2 separate regions of the Canis lupus genome follow, and region 2 is linked to region 1. Evidence: chromatin contacts called from public Hi-C data. All regions are on one chromosome and are shown on one strand. The core of a region is the stretch at or near the end of the contact, and the rest is flanking DNA. Distances in the headings are between cores, read along the strand shown. Region 1 holds the start of STRADB (STE20-related kinase adapter protein beta). Region 2 holds the start of TMEM237 (transmembrane protein 237).

Region 1 (4,713 bases), core at 619-3,118:
TACCCACTCTGTTATTGCAGCGATTAAGTGAGCAAATGTACACAGAGCTCATGACTGGTGTGCCCAGCTGACTGAAAGTACAGCTGACTTGAACTTGGGTTTGAACTGCAAGGGTGCACTTAGACACTGAGTTTTCTGATACAGTACAGTAAATGTATTTTCTTTTTTCTAGTTTACTCTAAGAATACAGAATTGTAATACATATAACACAAAATATGTTAAACAACTGTTTATGCTATGAATAAGGTTTCTGATCAAAAAGGCTATTAGTGGTTAAGTTTCTAGGGAGTCAAAAATTATATATGGATTTTTGACTCTACAGGGGGTTGGTGCTCGTCAGCCCGGTGTTGTCCACGGGTCAACTGTACTCAAATACTTGTACTTTTAATATTTGTACTCATATACTGTACTTTCTTATGATTTCTTCAACGTATGAATAAAAATCTGTAAAATAACAAACCACTCTCTTTCGTACATGTGATTGCTGAATGTCTGAGACATTGTTGAACATTAACTTTAAAAATAGAAAGCTGTAAAAACTGCTGAGATGATAAAGTGTCTTCATCCCTGCCCTTTCCCACCACCAAACGCCCTTCACAATTCCTTAAGTGTCACGTCAACGCTATTAACATGCTATTTGGAGATCACTGTAACTCAGACTTTCAATTCTACAGCAAAGAGGTGAAGGTCATGACAAATTTTTGCTGAAAGATAATTTTTTAAAAAACTAGAAGAGTCCATGTCATTTTATTCCTATGGTCTATTCTAGCTTGATGAATTTCCAGTGAAAAGTTACTGCTCTGTTTTTTTTTTTTTTTTTCTGGCTCAGAAAATGCAGGTTTTAATATAAGGTTGGTGGGCAATGAACTGAGTTCACCATTATTACTAGACCCAGAACTCTTTTAAATGTTTGGGAGATCATCTTTACGCTGGTACTAAAGAGGACATCTGCCAACATCTATTATTCACGCCTGACACTAAAGTGAACCGTTTCTTTTGAAGGATATGTGGTGTCTGGCTCAAAATCAATCGCAAGAAAAACCCAACTGAGCATAGAAAGAGCTCTCTGCAATATCCTCTCTGTTTGCTCACATCACAGATGGTGACCGGGGCTTAGGCACTAAAGCTGCGCATCACTCAGGGAGGAGGTTCCAGGGGATGCTCTCCGGCAGAGGATGAGATCCTCACAGGCGCAGCTGGGATGAACCCGGAGACCAGAGCCCAGCGCCCATCACTTCGCACCCACACTTGGGGAACCAACCACTTCCCAACCAAGCCTTCGCGGGGCGGAGCCCGGCGAAGACCCAGGCCTGCGATCCCCAGCCCCCGGCTCCGATGTCCGCGCGTGACCTCCGGGCACCGGGAGGAGCTCCGGGCGGGGAGGCTCCCCTGCTTTCCGGGGAAGTTGGCAAGGGCAAGTTGGAGTCACGCGCGGGAAGGTTACTCACGGGAATGGCCCGACGTCCTCCGTCCTCCGTCCTCCGCCCGCGCTCCCTCAGGGAATAGGGTCTAAAGCGGCGGCAGCCCGAGAGCTGCAGCCGAAGCGGCTGCCGCTGCCACAACCGCCCGGGCGTGGCAGGGACCGAGGGCGACTTCACAGCATCATCACTCGGCGACTCTGCTTTGGCAGCGGGGCCGGCGCCTCCGCAGCCCCACACATCGGAGGAGAGCGGAGGAGACCCGCTCTCCCGGCAGCCTCCGCGGCGTCGGCGCACTACCTGCCGGGAAGTGTGGTCTTCCCGAGCGCCCGCCCCCTCCGCCTCCGGAGTCGCCGCGCGCCTGTCCCGCCCCCTCAGCGACGAGGCCCCGCCCCCGAGGCCGCCGGGCCCCGCGGCGGGAGGCGGGGCCGCGACCCTGGGGCGAGTCCAGTCCGGGCGGGCTGCCCGCGGCGGGGGCAGAGCTCCAGGCCCGCAGCCCGAGGCCGGGTCGCGCTGCCTTGCTGCGCCCCGCGGCCCGCGCGCTCGCAGGGCCCCCTCGGTGGGCCGGGCTCCCGGGGCCGTGGGGCCCCGCTCCGTTGGGCTCCTGAGGAGAGTCGCCGGTCGTGGTCGCCGCCAGGGTAAAGAGGGGAGGCCGGGCGGAGGGGGGTGGCGTCGGGCCGGGTCGGGAGCCTGAGGGAGCGCGGCTCGGTCCGCGCGCACCTCGCGAAGCCCGAGGCTGGAACTTGCCGCCCCGCCTCGAACCCACGCCCTGGCCGCGGGCGGGCGGGCGGGGCGGCGTCTGGAGTCCGGCTGGCGGGGCGAGCGGCCCCTGAGCCCCGGGCCGTCGGGCGGCGGCGGCGGCACCTGCGCTCGCGGTGGGCGGCGCTTGCCAGGTGCGCGGGGCGCCCGCGGCCCCGGTGCCGCCCCCCCTCCCCGCCCCCTCCTCACCGCCTCCTCACCCGGCACCTCGGGCCGCTAGCTCGAGCCTGGCGGAGCGTCCCGGCGGGAGACACCCTGTGGCCGCGGCTCTGTGCCGCCTCCTGCGAGTTCGCCTCCTCGAAGCAGGACGAGGAAGGAGCCTCTTCACAAAATTAAATGCTCAAGCTTCATTTTGTTCCCGGTATTTAAAGTGAGCGTCGTGTTTTTCCCCTCGTGGCTTTGTGGTGCCAAACACCCTTTTCCTGAAAACTTGGTCAGGATTTTGTGACCCGGCGGCTGCCGAGCGCAGGTCCGGGTGGCGCACAGTAGGCGCTCAGGAAAGATTTTGTTTTGAAAGCATGAGTCATGTTGCTAAGTTTGGGGAATCTTATAGCGAGTTGTGCGTCGCTGCAATTTTTGAGATTTTATGGGTTCTCAAGGTCCCTTTGAAAATTACAGTAATTTTAAGGCTTAGCAGAGATCGGGGTTGTTGTTGTTTTTGCGTTTCCTATAACAATAGCCTCTGCTGGATGCCTAAATTAACTCAAAACCCGAGTTCTGTAAATAAATGCGCCCTGTGATTTTCACAGAAATTGTTAACCTTTGATATTAAAGTCTTTGGATGAACTATTCTATAATGGAGCAAATTTAAATTATTTATAAAGCTTTATACCCTAATTAGCTTGTTAGATACAAATGCAAAGGACCACACTGATGTAATATATTTAGAAATACAGGCCTCAAGTATGATTTCTTTAAAAAGGATTTATATTCACATCTAGTGAAAGAGCGTGCAGGAGAAAATCTACTCGCCCCCCCCCCCCCCCGCCCCCAAACTGTACCCTTTACCAGGTGCAGCTGCTGCCTTGACCTCAAAATGTCTGGTAAAATGATCTCTTAAGCATCTGGCATATCTAAAGCAGAAATCTGTGGGATTAAACCACCTCAGTGGAACTACTCCTTTGTACTCACAATTCATAAAATCGTGTCAGTTTCTTCGGAGTATTTCTGAAATAATAGATAATGTAACAGAATTAAAGTTTTTTTGTTCTTGTTTAAGAACTTACTGATAGGAAGTGGAAGAAGCAAGAAACAAAATCCTGTTAACCAGAAAATTGAATTAATCACGACATCCCTAATCTTCCTGTGAGAATGTGAACTGCAAGTGGTCAGGGCCTTGTCTGCCCTGATCACCAGTGAGTGTCCCCAGTGCCTGACCATGGTCACCATTCATTAAGCACTTAGAGAATGAATACTTGGCTGTTTCGGATTAATGGTGTCATGACTTTCTACCTGTGTATGGTTTCTTCATTTATTTGGACATTTCCTTAGAGTTGATTGCTAGAAGTGAGAATTTTACTGGGTCAAAAGGTATGAGTATTTTCATGTTATTGAAACATTGCCAACTTGCTTTCCAAGTGAGCCTTACATTTTTCGGCTGCCACCAGTAATATGTGAGTGTACCTCTCAGAGTATCCTCTCGAGCTCTTATATTGATTGGCGCAGTATTTGGTAGTTATGAGCCCTTTCAGATGAAGTATCTCTGATTCAATCACCCCAGAAGGTGGGCAGGGCAGGTATTGCTTTCCCCCTTTTGTATTACAGCAAATACCACTGCCTTAAGTTGATGATAATGAATAGCAAGTGACTAAATAATCATACCCTTTGAGGTTTTTCCTCCCCCTCTTCTCTACTTTTGGTTTGTAGTGAATATTCTGAATAAATTCATATCTTTCCTTAACAGTAAAATTGGATACTGCTGTATAATATGTATTGTTTACAAAATCTTCCTTTTCTTTTCGCTTAGTTAGATATTTGCAGGGACCTTGATTAAACTTGGGGATTTCATTAAAATGAAATAATAAACCACAATTAACAAGAAAGAGATATTCCTTAGTTATAAGGAAACACCCAGCACTAGGAAGTTCAGAACATTGCCACCCTTTCTGTTAGGAAAAATCTGGAAAGTTTTGGTGGTGCCCTTGTAGTTCTTTAACTCTAAAGAAGTTGCTATTTTAAACTTCTGAATCTGTTGCAGTCTTCATAAACTATTGAGGTTAATACTCTACTAGTGATAGTGGACAGGAATTACTTGTATAATTTCATATCTTTCATATATGTCAAATTCTAGGAAGAACAGAGAACTAAGAATTGTGTTAAAAATATTCAGTCTTCAGAAATATTATTTTATGTTAAGACTGAAATTTCTCTTTTAAAAACATGTGACAACGAGTAAATGTTAATTCCTAGTGTGTTGCTAATGCAGATTGTTTCCCAAATTTGCTAATCATGGACCCCAAATGACTTAATTGGCAATTAATCCAATCAGGAAGCTTTGGAACCTTCAACGTTTACTTATAACTAGAATCATTGGAAA
Region 2 (4,713 bases), core at 799-3,298, 190 kb after region 1:
GAAGGCCTGGGATCCAGTCCCACCTCGGGCCCCCTGCATGGAACCTACTTCTCCCTTTGCTTGTGTCTCTGCCTCTCTGTGTGTCTCATGAATAAATAAAATCTTAAAAAAAAAAAAGACAAAAAGGTGTCCAGGTTTTATTTTAATTCAGTGGGAAGCCAAGGGAGGTTTTAAACCACATAGCAACATACTTAAAAAAAAAATAAGATAAAATCACTCTGAATACAGTATGAGACTGCATTTTGGGGCAGAGAGAATTAAAAAAAAAAAAACCTTATAAAAATAAATTCATTTTTAAAAATTTTATTTATTTATTTGTGAGACACAGAGAGAGGCAGAGACACAGGCAGAGGGAGAAGCAGGCTCCACGCAGGGAGCCCGACGTGGGACTCGATCCCCGGTCTCCAGGGTCACGCCCTGGGCTGAAGGCGGCGCTAAACCGCTGAGCCACCCGGGCGTCCCTAAAAAATAAATTAAAAAAAAAACAAAAAACTTAACAAATGGTAAGAAAAGTTGTGTTTGCCATTCAGAGAGATTACAGTTGAGACGCATTCTGGAATCTTTCAAAATAAAATACTATCAGCAATGTCTCGAAATCAGTTTAATGTTGCAAGTGTCTCATGCTGCTTGCAGGGGACACTGATTCAAAAGGGTTTACATTTTTAGACACTTTTTCTTTTTCGTTGGTTCTACGACCGTCCCATTTAGCGATCCATGCGGTCAGCGTATTAATACAAATGCTACGAGATCAGGACACAGCAGGCTGTCTCAACACTATCCAGTGATGAACCTCACCACCGGGAAAGAGCAATAGTCCAGGAAAGAGCCACCGTCAGGCGGCTACGGATCGCGTCCTGCCCAAGGCTTCGGGTCACACGACGCTTGCACGTTTTCAAAACTCCCGCGAAAATGACGTGTCACCGCCGACCTTCCGGCTCCTCAAGAGTCGGAGGGCTCCACCGGACACAAAATCCCAGAGACTCAAACGGAACCGAGGCTGGCTTACCACCTGCTTCTTTCCCATGGCGTCCAACGCCGGGCTTCCCCGCGGCCGCGCGCCGGGAGCTCGCAGCCGGGAGCTCGCAGTCCGCTCCCGCCCCGCCCCCCGGCCGGCTCCCGCCCCGCCCCGCCCCGCCCCCCGGCCGGCTCGCTATTGTCCCCGGCTGGCTCCCGCCCGGGCCGCCGCGCGCAGGCGCCGTGCGTCATCGGCCTGCGCCGCCCGGGCCTGGCGGACACTCAGCCGGTTCCCTGCAGGACGCGGCGGGGGGGGGGGGCGGGGGCCGGTCGGGCCTTTGCAGTGCAGCCCTGCGGAAAGGGGGCCGTGGGCGTGGGGGGCTGACATGCCCGGGAAGAGAGACTCCAGCGGGCGTGGGGCAACAACCACGGTTCTGCTCATGGTTTCCGAGTGGTTGCAGGGATTTGTTCGAGGGCGGTGGGGAAAGACCATGATCAATGGTCTCCGCCAGGAAACTGCGGTCTCCTCCCTGGGTGGCTAGAGGCCCTCCGGGAGGAGTCCGCAGGAGAGGCCTAGCTGGCAGCCCCGGGGCACCCAGGGGCCCGGAAGGCTAAGCAGAGAGGCGTCGTCACAGCAACGTGGCCACTCAGGCCCGGGCATCGGCACGCCCGGGTCCTCGCCTGGCTCCCGGGGTTCGGCTCCCGGCCTCGGGACGAACTTGCATCGCCCGCTCCGGTCCAATCCTGTGAGCATCCGAGGGGCGGACGCGCGTGCACGGCGAGCGGGGCTCTCGGCGGCCCTCGGCGGCCCTCGGCGGCCCCAGCCCTAGGCGGCGGCCCCGCCCCAGGAGCCGCGGAGGCGATCGGGCTGCACCCCCCGCCTCCGCCACGCCCCGTGGCCGCAGCGCCCCTCACCGCTCACCGGGTGGGCCTCCGGCCGAAGCCCCGAGTCCGCCCTCATGGCGCTCCCCCTCGGGGCTCCCTCGGCGCAACCGCCGGCGGCCCGCGCCTGGCTCCCCGCGACCCGGCCTCCGGGGCCTGCGAGAGGGGGGCTCCCCAGGGTCTCGCTGGGCCGCAGCTCCTGGGCCGGACCTCCGCCTGCCTGCGGGGCGCCAAGCCCCGCCCCGCAGCGCGTTCGCGTCAGGGGGGCGGGGCTGGACCCGGAGGGGGCGGGGCTGGACCCGGAGCGGGCGGGGCGCGGGGAACCCGGAGGGGCCCGAGGGCGGTGCGCGAGAAGGACCCCGCGGAGGTCAGAACAGGCTCTGGGTACCAGGAACCGACGATTGGCAAGGCCAAGGCTGCCCGGAGGAGCCGGGAACTTCTAGTCGCTGAACCAGGAGAGGTCTGGAAGGGCCAAAGACGGATTAAAACTCCTTTGAAAAGGAGGACTTTGGGGATTCCTGGGTGGCTCAGCGGTTTAGCGCCGCCTTCAGCCCAGGGCGTGATCCTGGGGATGCGGGATCGAGTCCCGCATCGGGCTCCCTGCGAGGAGCCTGCTTCTCCCTCTGCCTGTGTCTCTGCCTCTCTCTCTCTCTCTCTGTGTCTCTCATGAACAAATAAATAAAATATTTAAAAAAGGGGGGGGGGGACTTCTGTGGAACGCTGTCAGATTCTCCAGACACGGCTTCTTCCGACGGATCTCTGAACAAACTAGAGACCCCTGTACTGCAGGGACGTAGTAGGCACCCAGAGCGGACCCCTACCAGGCACTTACCGACTGGGTATTTGGTTCTTTAACTTCTTACTCTTGTATCTTGTTTATTGCGTGACTTTGGTTTCTTGTGTGGCGTATGGGAAGCCAAGTTAACTGTCATTCAGTTTGGAATCCTACACCCGTTAAAATTGTGTAAACCCCGCTTTGGGCATGAATAGAGGGGACGGGGTGCAGAGGCGCATCCCGTGCACCGCCCTTGTAGGGCGCAGAGATGCCCCGCCCCCACCCCCACCCCCACCCCCACCTCCGGGCCCAGACAAATATCAGATTTCTTCTAGTTGTGTGTGTGTGTCTGTCTGTCTGTGTAGTGATACAGGCAGTTCTCAAAATGTTTGCCACTTGCTTATCCTCCATCTCTGTACAGCAAGTTTGGGGAATTTTTTTTCTCAAAAAGAAAAAACACAACATAAGATCAAATCCAAGTTCATGTACCATTAAAAATGACTTAATTTTCTTTGGTGGGATTTTTTGGGGGGGGGGGAGGGAGGTTGGGTTTAATTTTTTTCTTTTTTGTTTTTTTGTTTTTTTGTTTTGAAGATAATCACTAAGTTAAAAAGAGCTACAAATACTTTGATGTACATACTTGGTTTTATATTTAAGAAAGAGATTGGGGGAGTAGACGGATGGTGTGGGGATGGGGAACATTAGAGAATAATGTAGAAGATAGACATACAGGGGCAGCACGGCTGACTGGAAGTCTTAAGACTTAGGGAAGAAAGAAAAATAAGACTTCTTGGAATAGCATCCTCATCTTACGGTTTTCTCATCTATGGGTCTCTAGGACTAAAGTCAATTGCCCTTTCCGAATTTAGACATGATGTAGATATTGGCTTTTAGGCAAATTAATTGTTACAGCTCTGATCTGAAGAATATTTTTTTTCCTTGTAGACTGATGTATAAATGATGAGGGCAGGACCATTTCTGTAAACTTTCATGTTAAATGTGAAACATGTACATTAACCCTTTTTTCTTGCTGAGTCAGTGAAAAAGTACTGACTTTTTCACTTTTTGTAAAAGCTGGTTTCATAAAACAGAAGTTTCTTGAGGTTAAATACAGTTTCTGAAATGAAATACTACTTATTTTATTTAGGGAAGCTCTTTTATCTGAACTGTACAAAGACCATAAGAAATCTCAGAAAGGTTCTCCTACTCAGTGGCTTGACATTGTTTGTATTCTTATATGACATAAAGGAAAACATTAAAAACAAAACATTTTTTTTCTTCAAAGCTAAGGAGGTAACTCTACATACATATGATGCAATTTTTTTTCAAATTAGATTAATTAATAAACTGTACCACATTTAAAGTTGCATACATTAAAATGGGGCAAATACTGCTGTTTTTTATTGCAGCTGTTATTCCAGAGCTCTGTAATAGTTGAATATTCTTAAAGCTCCAGCATTAAGCTGGTGGCCTCCTTAAGACTCAGTATCAGAGGAAACCCATGTTGCTGGTACCCATTGAGGCTCCTCCTGAGCCTTCTGAACTGCAGACAGCAACTGGGCACATGCATCTTGCAAGTTGTCATTCACAATCACATGATCAAAAAACTGGCCAAACTGTGTCTCCATTTTTTGAGCTAAATCCTCCATTTCTTGTAGATCTTCATCCTTTATGAGAAATAGAAAAATATGGATAGCACAGACTTAATGAGATAAACAGAAATCATATGCAGTTTGTTTTGCTGTTACATACATTATAAATTTTATATAAAAACGCTCATGTCAGATAAATTCTATTCTATTCTAAACCACACAATGTATGTTTTTATCTTTAATCTTAATGTTTCCCTGGTCAAGGTTTTGCAGAACTAAATAATGGTAGCCAAAACAATCCCCTCAACTTCCCATATGGCCTTAAATTATCTTACTCTAAAATCTAAGCACTTGAAGCCTTCAACTGTGTATAACCAAACAAAACAAAAAAGAAAGAGAAAGAAAAAAGAAAGAAAACAAAATTTACAGTTAAATATAAATAAAACATATGAAAATTTCAAATGAAATTTTATAAGATAAAACACTGTTCTTGAAATTAAATACTGATAA

Evidence for each region. A called contact is a pair of places that touch in the nucleus more often than the background predicts.
Region 2: a contact with region 1 is called in a Hi-C map of blood, with 2.2 times the contacts expected there. The contact joins the promoter of TMEM237 here to the promoter of STRADB in region 1. A contact is called at or near these places in 2 of 9 Hi-C or Micro-C datasets (amygdala and blood).

Annotation. Positions count from the first base shown.
Region 1 is chr37:10,377,579-10,382,291 of UU_Cfam_GSD_1.0, forward strand. It overlaps STRADB (STE20-related kinase adapter protein beta), which reads left to right and starts at 1,869. Exons shown (of 12, transcript XM_038585370.1): 1 at 1,869-2,056. TRAK2 (trafficking kinesin-binding protein 2) reads right to left here and starts at 1,717. Exons shown (of 17, transcript XM_038585356.1): 1 at 1,449-1,717.
Region 2 is chr37:10,565,934-10,570,646 of UU_Cfam_GSD_1.0, forward strand. It overlaps TMEM237 (transmembrane protein 237), which reads right to left and starts at 2,049. Exons shown (of 12, transcript XM_038585374.1): 1 at 1,877-2,049. The coding sequence starts at 1,915. It overlaps MPP4 (MAGUK p55 subfamily member 4), which reads right to left. Exons shown (of 19, transcript XM_038585900.1): 19 at 3,450-4,278. The coding sequence ends at 4,087.